2 separate regions of the Sus scrofa genome follow, and region 2 is linked to region 1. A link is a contact called in public HiChIP or PLAC-seq data. All regions are on one chromosome and are shown on one strand. The core of a region is the stretch at or near the end of the contact, and the rest is flanking DNA. Distances in the headings are between cores, read along the strand shown.

Evidence for each region. HiChIP or PLAC-seq counts read pairs in DNA pulled down with a chosen protein or histone mark.
Region 2: a contact with region 1 is called in an H3K27ac HiChIP or PLAC-seq map of alveolar macrophages. The contact joins two enhancer-like sites. A contact is called at or near these places in 2 of 5 promoter capture datasets (fetal skeletal muscle and liver), 31 of 47 Hi-C or Micro-C datasets (adipose tissue, alveolar macrophages, blood and 17 more) and 2 of 2 datasets of contacts at active chromatin or transcription factors (alveolar macrophages and skeletal muscle).

The regions. Positions count from the first base shown.
Region 1 is chr14:61,118,834-61,122,966 of Sscrofa11.1, forward strand. BMS1 (ribosome biogenesis protein BMS1 homolog) reads left to right here. Exons shown (of 24, transcript XM_005670994.3): 18 at 17-197; 19 at 639-697; 20 at 1,447-1,569; 21 at 2,471-2,618; 22 at 3,227-3,402. Among named protein-coding and RNA genes, the nearest start is that of BMS1, 65 kb to the left of the region's middle. Within about 2 kb of position 2,803, at least 4 of the 83 cell types and tissues checked have an H3K27ac peak or open chromatin away from gene starts, as enhancers often do. A contact at or near this core is called in alveolar macrophages, where this site is marked.
Region 2 is chr14:61,333,672-61,338,153 of Sscrofa11.1, forward strand. It overlaps RET (proto-oncogene tyrosine-protein kinase receptor Ret), which reads left to right. Exons shown (of 22, transcript XM_021072832.1): 5 at 2,168-2,409; 6 at 3,581-3,776. Among named protein-coding and RNA genes, the nearest start is that of RET, 30 kb to the left of the region's middle. Within about 2 kb of position 2,455, at least 11 of the 83 cell types and tissues checked have an H3K27ac peak or open chromatin away from gene starts, as enhancers often do. A contact at or near this core is called in alveolar macrophages, where this site is marked.

The DNA of each region.
Region 1 (4,133 bases), core at 1,553-4,052:
ATCCCTTTCCCCTCAGATGCGTCTGAAGAAACATCGTTGGTATAAAAAAATCCTCAAGTCCCGAGATCCAATCATTTTTTCTGTTGGGTGGAGGCGGTTCCAGACTATCCCGCTTTATTATATTGAAGACCACAATGGAAGACAGAGGCTTCTGAAATACACCCCACAGCACATGCATTGTGGAGCAACCTTTTGGGGTAAAAAGGAATTAGAATAAACTTGCTCGTAGGTTAATTTAAGGCTCTTCTTTTCTTTCTTTCTTTCTTTCTTTCTTTTTTTTTTTGGTCTTTTTAGAGCTATACCTGTGGCATACGGAAGTTCCCAGGTTAGGGGTCAAATCAGAGCTGTAACAGTCAACCTACACTGCAGCTCACGGCAACCAGATCCCTAACCCACTGAGCAGGGCCAGGGGTCAAAACTGCATCTTATGGATACTAGTCGGGTTCCTTACCGCTGAGCCACGACAGGAACTCCTAAACCTTTTAAGCTTTTATCATTATAGTTTTGCTTTTTTCCTTTTATGAAATCCCAGTTCATAAGATTTTTCTTTTTTGGATTGGAGTCTATATATAAAATGGAATCCAGAATGTATGGTTCAATGTATTTCTTTCTTTTTTTTTTTTTTTTTTTTCTTTAAGGTCCTATCACTCCACAGGGTACTGGGTTCTTGGCAATACAGTCTGTCAGTGGCATAATGGTAACTATCTTGGATGTTTTATTTTATAGACTGAGTTTCAGAAATATGTCTTGAATATGGAATATGTACCTGAAACTTTAAGTTGAAAATTACTCATTTTTAGTATTTGTAGTAAACTTCTCTTTGCTTTCAATATTCGTACGTCTTTTTAAGTAAAGTATGGGAGTGGAGAAGAAGGAAGTAAAAGAATTTTAATGGTACTGATGACATTTCTGTATTTTTATGTTTTTATGGACATGCTAAAAATATTTTAGCAGTGCTCACTATGAGCTTAGCACTCTGCTAAGTTGTGGTATATACATCAGGTACTACTAGACATAAGACTACCACCAGTAATGCTGGTTTAGCAAAGTATGTTCACACAGTCTTCATTTGACCAATCAGAGCAGGTTTTATTGGCTCCATTTAACAGAAAACTGAATAATGAGCAATTGGAATCCACCCTGAATGTCTAAAATTTAATTTCTCAAACATTGTAACCAGATTTTCATATTCCTTTTCATTCATGCATCATTGTGAAACTGTGTTACTATGAAATCACCCTCAGACAGTAGTATAGTATAATAGTATTACAGTATTATACTATCAAATAGATTTTGTTAAAATACTGTTTTGCATGTTCAGATATTCTCATTTTTCTTATGTGATTGTAAGTGAAATGCACTTTGGTAATTTATTGCATTAGAGAGAAATAAGTTTTTCTCCTGCTGATAGTATTCCTGTATCAGATTTTGGGGATTCCTTTTTAGCCTGATTTCCGGATAGCTGCCACAGGAGTTGTCCTTGATCTGGATAAATCTATAAAAATTGTGAAGAAATTAAAGCTAACTGGCTTTCCATATAAAATTTTCAAGAACACTTCATTCATTAAGGTCTGTATATCTGTGTATTCACGTATTTAATATGTTGTTAAAGGAGTAATGAATTCTAATATAGGTCTAAGAGATAAGTCTGAAAAGTGCTTGAAATCTTTCATAATCTTAGTCTTTGATATTTTTAGTTTACTTCTATATATTAGTCTCTGTGTTACTTAATATGTTCAGAAATCTTTAGGTGAAGTAAAATAGAGATATTTGGTGATTGAGGCTATTACTTTTTACTCCCATATGAGGCTGTTGCAGAGCTAATATTGAAAATATGTAATCCTATTCACTGGGTTTTGTTTCCTACCTTTTCGGTTTGTATTAAGAGAGGGGAAAATCATAGCATTTTCAAACAGATCATTAGAAAAATAGACAAAGCAATTTGCAGAAGTACTTGTTGGCAAGGGTACAGAGAAATGGACACTCTGTTAATGCAGTATATCATAGAAGGGTAGTTTGGGCAACACCTACTGAAAATTTCTTTAGCAGGGGATGTTTCCATTAAAAACACAGAGTTAAGATGATCGATCACGAAATGTTCTTATAAGGGAATACTACCATCAGCATTTATCCAGCTCTCTTTATTTTCTGAGTGTGTACACCTAAGTAATAGGATAAGAGCTGTAGTCCAGCTTTGTGAGATGATGGCAAAGGCCATCGGGGCCACTTCAGTCCAATAAATATCTTTTTGATCTTCTTTTCTACAAAGGTAGTGATGAGCATGTTAGTGCCTACAATAGAATCTTGATTAATATTTTATTTGAGGGAAAATAGAATTGTATTCCTTTTGACCTAGTAATTCCAATGAATTATTTTTTTTGTTTTTTAACCAAGGATATATTTATGAACTGAGAGGTAAAATATCTAACTTTGTATGTATATTTGTTTTCTTTTATATATATACTTATAGGGAATGTTTAATTCTGCCTTGGAAGTGGCCAAATTTGAAGGTGCTGTGATTCGAACTGTCAGTGGAATAAGGGGACAGATCAAGAAGGCACTCAGGGCTCCAGAAGGAGCTTTCCGGGCCACCTTTGAGGATAAATTGCTGATGAGTGGTAAATATCCTTTGTGGTGTGTTTTTAACGTTGTGTTACCATTCACTATTGGCTTCTAGCCAGTATGAAGTACAGGTGGCAGTTTTAAGTCTTTAGAAACAGGAGTCAGCTATAGCTCTCCCTAGTTGGAGCATCTTGGGTATTATGCCAAGTCATGCTGTGTCTAGAGCCATGTGATTCACCCAGTGAAAGTTTTATGGGTGTGGATATGATTGACACACCCAATGAAAGAGTAGTTCACTGGGCAAAGTCTCTCTTCAAATACTTTGCATCTAGCTGGAGAAGTTTGGGGTCAGTATTTTGTTCTCTTATTTACTGAGATGAATATGAATCTTTTGAAAATGTTAATATGGAGCTCCCATTGTGGCTGAGTGGGTTAAGAACCCAATTAGTATCCATAGGGATGTGGGTTTGACGCCTGGCCTTGCTCAGTGGGTTAAGGATACGGCGTTGCCGAAAACTGCACCCGAGTTGCTAGGGCTGTGGCATAGGCCGGCAGCTACAGCTCCAATTCAACCCCTAGCCTGGGAACTTCCATATGCTGCAGATGTGGCCTTAAAAGGGGTGGGAGGGAAGAAAGTGTTAATGTAAATTTCTTCTCTTTCCAGATATTGTCTTCATGAGAACTTGGTATCCTGTCTCCGTTCCAGCCTTCTATAACCCTGTAACATCTTTGTTGAAACCAGTTGGTGAGAAAGACACCTGGTCAGGAATGCGGACAACTGGTCAACTCCGGCTTGTCCATGGCATCAAACTAAAACCCAACAAAGATTCTCTGTATAAGGTATAGTCACACATGTGCTCTATAGATAGTGTCATCCAGAAGATATGCTGTAATATTCTCATGGTTTGAATTTTCAAGTAGAAAGTCTAACATTAAATTTGAATAAACATGTCGTATATTCGTAGACTATTTTGGAAGGAACACAGGAAAAGTGGTGGTCTTCACCTCAGACTATTTTTTTTGTACCATATACACATATTACTTTTAAAAACATTAATGTGCTAATTCTTATTGAAACAATGTGGAAGTATGTGTTTTCTTGAAAGTTTTAATAAGCTTTTTATTGAAATGTTAACATACAGAAATTCACACACAAATCAAAAGTATATACAACTCAATGAATTTTAGTACATAAAAGTTGCCATCACCTGGATCAAGCAAGAGAATTACTAGCACAAAAGAAGCCCTCTTGTGACCTCTCCCAGTCAGTCACTCACTATCCCACCTCCATTTCAAACCAGCCATCATCTTAGTTCCTGACGTGTAAATTCCTTCCACCTTTTTTTGAGTTTTATAAAATATATAGTATTTTGCCTGATTTCTTTCCTTCAGTATTATGAGATTCATTCATGTTCTAGTATATAGCAGACATTTATTTTTTGTTATTGTTGAGTAGAATTTCATTGTATGACAGTGTCAGTTTATCCATCAAGGGACAGTATTTCCAGGTTTAGGCTATCATGAGAGCTGCCCTGAACAGTTATATGCAACTTGTTTGGCATACATGTGCA
Region 2 (4,482 bases), core at 1,205-3,704, 210 kb after region 1:
TGAGGCTCTAGTGTGTGCCCGCCATGGGTAGGCACTGTTCTAGGGGAACAAATCAGGCCAAAATCCTGCCTGCCTAGAGCTTTGATTCCTGGGAACACTCATACTAGGGAACTTGGGTGGCCTCTGAAGGGACCAGGGGGAGGGCATGGAGCAGGGGGGACCCCATCTCAGATCAGGTGGCTGAGAAAGGGGCACTGGAGCAGAGACCGAGGGTACCAGGCAAGCAGGGTGAACTGCTTTGAGAGCATGGAGGTGAGACCCCCTGTGTAGCTGGAGGACTGAATGATGGCTATGTGGAAGCTGCTGAGGGCAGAGAAGTTCCTGGGAAGGAGGCTGGGCTTCCCCTTGAAGGAATGGGGAATCATGGAAGACGTCTGAGGGGGTCCTTGATAGGACCTGATTTAACTTTAAAAGATTAGTCTGGCTGCTGTATTAGAAATGGTTCAGCTGAGTTCCTGTTGTGGCACAGAGGAAACGAGTCTGAACCCAACTAGTATCCATGAGGATGCAGACTTGACCCCTGGCTTTGCTCAGTGGGTTAGGGGATCTGGTGTTGCTGTGAACTGTGGTGTAGGTTGCAGACGAGGCTCAGAGCTTGAGTTGCTATGGCTGTGGTGTAGGCCAGCAGCGGTAGCTCCGGTTTGACCCCTAGCCTGGGAATTTCCATATGCACAGGTTTGGCCCTAAAAAAAAAGAGAGAGAGAGAGAGATGGTTCACAGTGGGTTGAGGGGGGAAGCCAGGAAACAATCAAGAGGCAGGAGAAATCCTTGAATGAGAGGATGAGGACTGGGGTGAGGGTGGAAGCCTTGGGGCAAACAAGAGGCATGCAGATTCTGAGTGTGTTTCAAAGGAAGATCCAGCAGGTTTTCCTGGTGAGTTGGATGTGAGGTGCTGGAAGAAAGAGGGAACCAAACATGGTTCCAGGATTCTGCCTGGGCAGCTGCAAGGACACCTACCCTTGCCACCTGATGGCCCTGCCACACGATGGCCCTGGGGAGGCCAGGAGCTGGCATGGGGGAGAAGGGGTTGGATTCCAATGGAGGTGAGCGTTAAACCACTTAAAGGCAAGGAACTGGGACTGAAAAGGGACACTCAGTAGCTGGACCACTAGTAAGTAGAACCTGGATTCACACCAGGCTGAGGGCACACACACGGTAATAATGTTAAAGAAAATCTCAATAAAGTAAGTAAAGGGTCACTCACACTCCCCCAGCATCCTTCCATTTGCCCTGCACAGGGAGTGGTGTCTTTGTACAAGATTGCCAGCAAAGCATATGGTTTAGCATGCTGCCCCTTTTTGCTAAAACAGCCCATGATTAAATTTTGATTTTGTTGAGCGGCAGGGCCGGCAGGGCGTGGGGGGAGTGTAACCATAAACAATAGAGGGAAGCATTATATGATAAGCATTTCCCACATGTGTAATTCACATGTAATGTATGGCTCTGTTGTGACCCCCCCCCTCCCCCGCATGGTTGGCTGTGGGGTGCTGAGGCACAGAGAGACAGAACGACCAAACTCAGGCCACGCAGTCAGAGTGTGGATAGGGTAGCAATTCAAACCAGGCAGTCAGAAATACTTGTATGGCAATGTAAACAGACCCTGAATGTCCACTGTGTTTGTCTTCCAGTGGTGAAATTGTGGCTTTATTCTTCCCATTATCTAAAATGAGCACACATTGCTTCCATAATTAAAAAAAAAGAAAAAAAAATTCCTAACTTTTTTTCAAAAACCAGCAAATGGTGGGAGCTGACAATCTGGGCCTGCAGTCCAGCTGAGCTGGTGCCAGCCCTTCCCATAGCAGAGGCAAGGTGGGTAGAGGGGTGTGCCCAGCCCTCCCAGGGTAGTCAGGATGAGGACCTGATGCAGGCTTCCTGGTCCCCACCCTTCTCCATGAGCACCAGTGACGCTGCAACCACCGTGGAAGCTTAGGGCACAATTCACTGCTAATTGTGCTTGGAGCGCTATGCCCCACGGTGGAGCTGAGGAGGAGCGTCAGGGCGGTGGAGGGGGTAGTGCAACCATAAACAACAGGGGGCTGCTGCCGCCCAGCTCTGTTCGCAGAGCCCATTCCCGTGCGCCTCTCCCAGTAGGCACCAGGGGGAGGCAGCTCAGCCTTTCCCCAACCCGGGAGTCATTCCCGGGGTTTCTGGTGTGTTTGGTGCTCAGGTGAGAGTCAGCCCTTCCGCTGCGCCGCCGACAGCCTGGAGGTGAGCACGCGCTGGGCCCTGGACCGTGAGCAGCGGGAGAAGTATGAGCTGGTGGCCGCGTGCACTGTGCGTGTGGGCGCACGCGAGGAGGAGGTGATGGTGCCCTTCCCCGTGACGGTGTACGACGAGGACGACTGTGCGCCCACCTTCCTCGGGGGCATCGACACTGCCAGCGCAGTGGTGGAGTTCAAGCGGAAGGAGGTGCCTGTTCCCCGCCCCCGGGTGCTTGTCCGGTGTCGGTTCTCTCTCTTCGTGTCTAAGTTCCTCCCTCCGCCATTGACTCCTAGCCAGACATGTGGCTGACCAGCCATGTAGTTACTTGTCATTCGTTTGTCTTTCAGTCTGTGGGATTTTCTGTTGCCCTCTGGGATAGCTGAGGAGAAAAAAGGAGACTAGGCCCGCCAGCACCCAGCTGACCCTGCTTGGGGGGAGGGGGTTGCAGGGTAGGGCGGCTGGGTTCCCAGCCTGTGCCGGACTCACATCTGAGGGGCGCACATGTGCCCCTGCGCGGGCGGGGCGCGCTGCCCGGAGGAGGGGAAGGGGACATTTGCCAGGAGGGCACCGCCTTCCCCGGGTTGTCAGCCGCTCAAGGGTTTGACTTTTGGGGTCAGGAGGTGGTTCCCAGGCAGTGAAGAAAGCCTGAATGGTGGATCCCACCGCGATCTCCCTGCCTGGCCCAGCCCGGCCCAGCCCTTCTCTGGTTCACTGAGGTGGAGCATGACTGCCACCTACTGGGCCTCGGCCCATCCTGCAGCCGGCAGGCCGGTGGAGTGAGGGGAGAATGGGGACCTATGTCGTCATTGCCTGCTTCTCTCCGCACCTCAGGGCAGGTTTGGCAGGTGGGTGGTAGGCAAACCCATTTTAAGGAAATGTCTCACAAACCTGGCAGGACCGCCTTGTGGTGACATTGGGGAGCCTTGGTTAGCAGTGAGAGCAGAGATGCCTTTGACTTTGCTCAGAACCTTCCTCATGATCTCCTCCAGCCTGGTGTACAGAAGATGCTTGGACACCTGGGCTTGTACCCCAGCTCTGATACTATCACTGTGTGACTCTGAGCTAACTCGCCCACCCTGTGGTGCCTGGTGTCCTCAGGGGAGAGTGGGGGTGCCCGCTGTGTTCTCTGGGGACCTGGATGAGATCTTGAGTGGAGCACCAGGGCATCTGCTCTAATCCATTCTTCCGGAAGATCTGTAGATGCCTAGCACATCTTCTGCACAGGTGAGGTGCAGTGGCCCAGGAAGGGTGAACCCAAGTGAGTCTGTCCCTAGAGCCAGCTCTGACTGCACACTTGGTCCACCTGTGGGGCACCTGCTCCCTCCCTCCATGGTCTCTGGCTTTAGGGACTCTAACTGGCACTCCCTCATCTCTGCAGGGCACTGTGGTGGCCACGCTGCGTGTCTTCGATGCAGATGTGGTGCCAGCATCTGGGGAGCTCCTGCGCCGGTACACGAACACACTGCTCTCCAGGGACACCTGGGCCCTCCAGACCTTCCGAGTAGAGCACTTGCCCAACGAGACCTTGGCCCAGGTCAACGGCAGCTTTGTGCGGGCCACCATACATGACTACAGTAAGAGGCCAGGCGTGGCCTGGATGGGCCCCCTAGGGTTAACCGGCAGCCCACTCTTGGGCAGGGCAGCACCCTGCGCGCGCGCGCGCGCACACGCACACCACACACACACACACACACACACACACACACACACACACACACACACACCTGTCCTGGCCCCCTGGGCCCCAGACAGCTTCCCCTTCCACCCCCACCCCTGCCCTTCCTTATTTCTGCTGGGCTTGCCTCAGCCACTTTGGTGGTGCCCACAGGCTCCCCTCTCTCCCTGAACTGTCCCAAGGACCCCCTGGCATCCCCCATGCTGACCCCTCTGGGGCTCACTGCTCCTGCCAACACATATGTCATCACCTGAGGCCTTCCTCTGGGCCCTGGCATCTACTTTGCCACCTGCCAGGTGCCAAGTGCCCAGGGATTATTGCCTTTACCCCAACTCCCGACAACTCTGCTAAGGTGGCAGGAGCGTGTTGATGTCCAATGGCAGCTCCGTGTCCTAGAGTTGGAAGGTTCTGAGTTGGTTGTCCTGTCTGCTCTGGGAATGCACCCACCTTCAGGGCTAAGCCCAGGTGGCCACAGCACTCACCTGCAGGGCAGGACATCCTCAGTACCTGCCAGGCTGCCCTGCTCTCCTGCTGGTGCTTTCCAGGGCCACCTTTCACCCCACTTGCACTTGGGTTCTTGCTTGGGGATCTGCTTCTGGGAAACC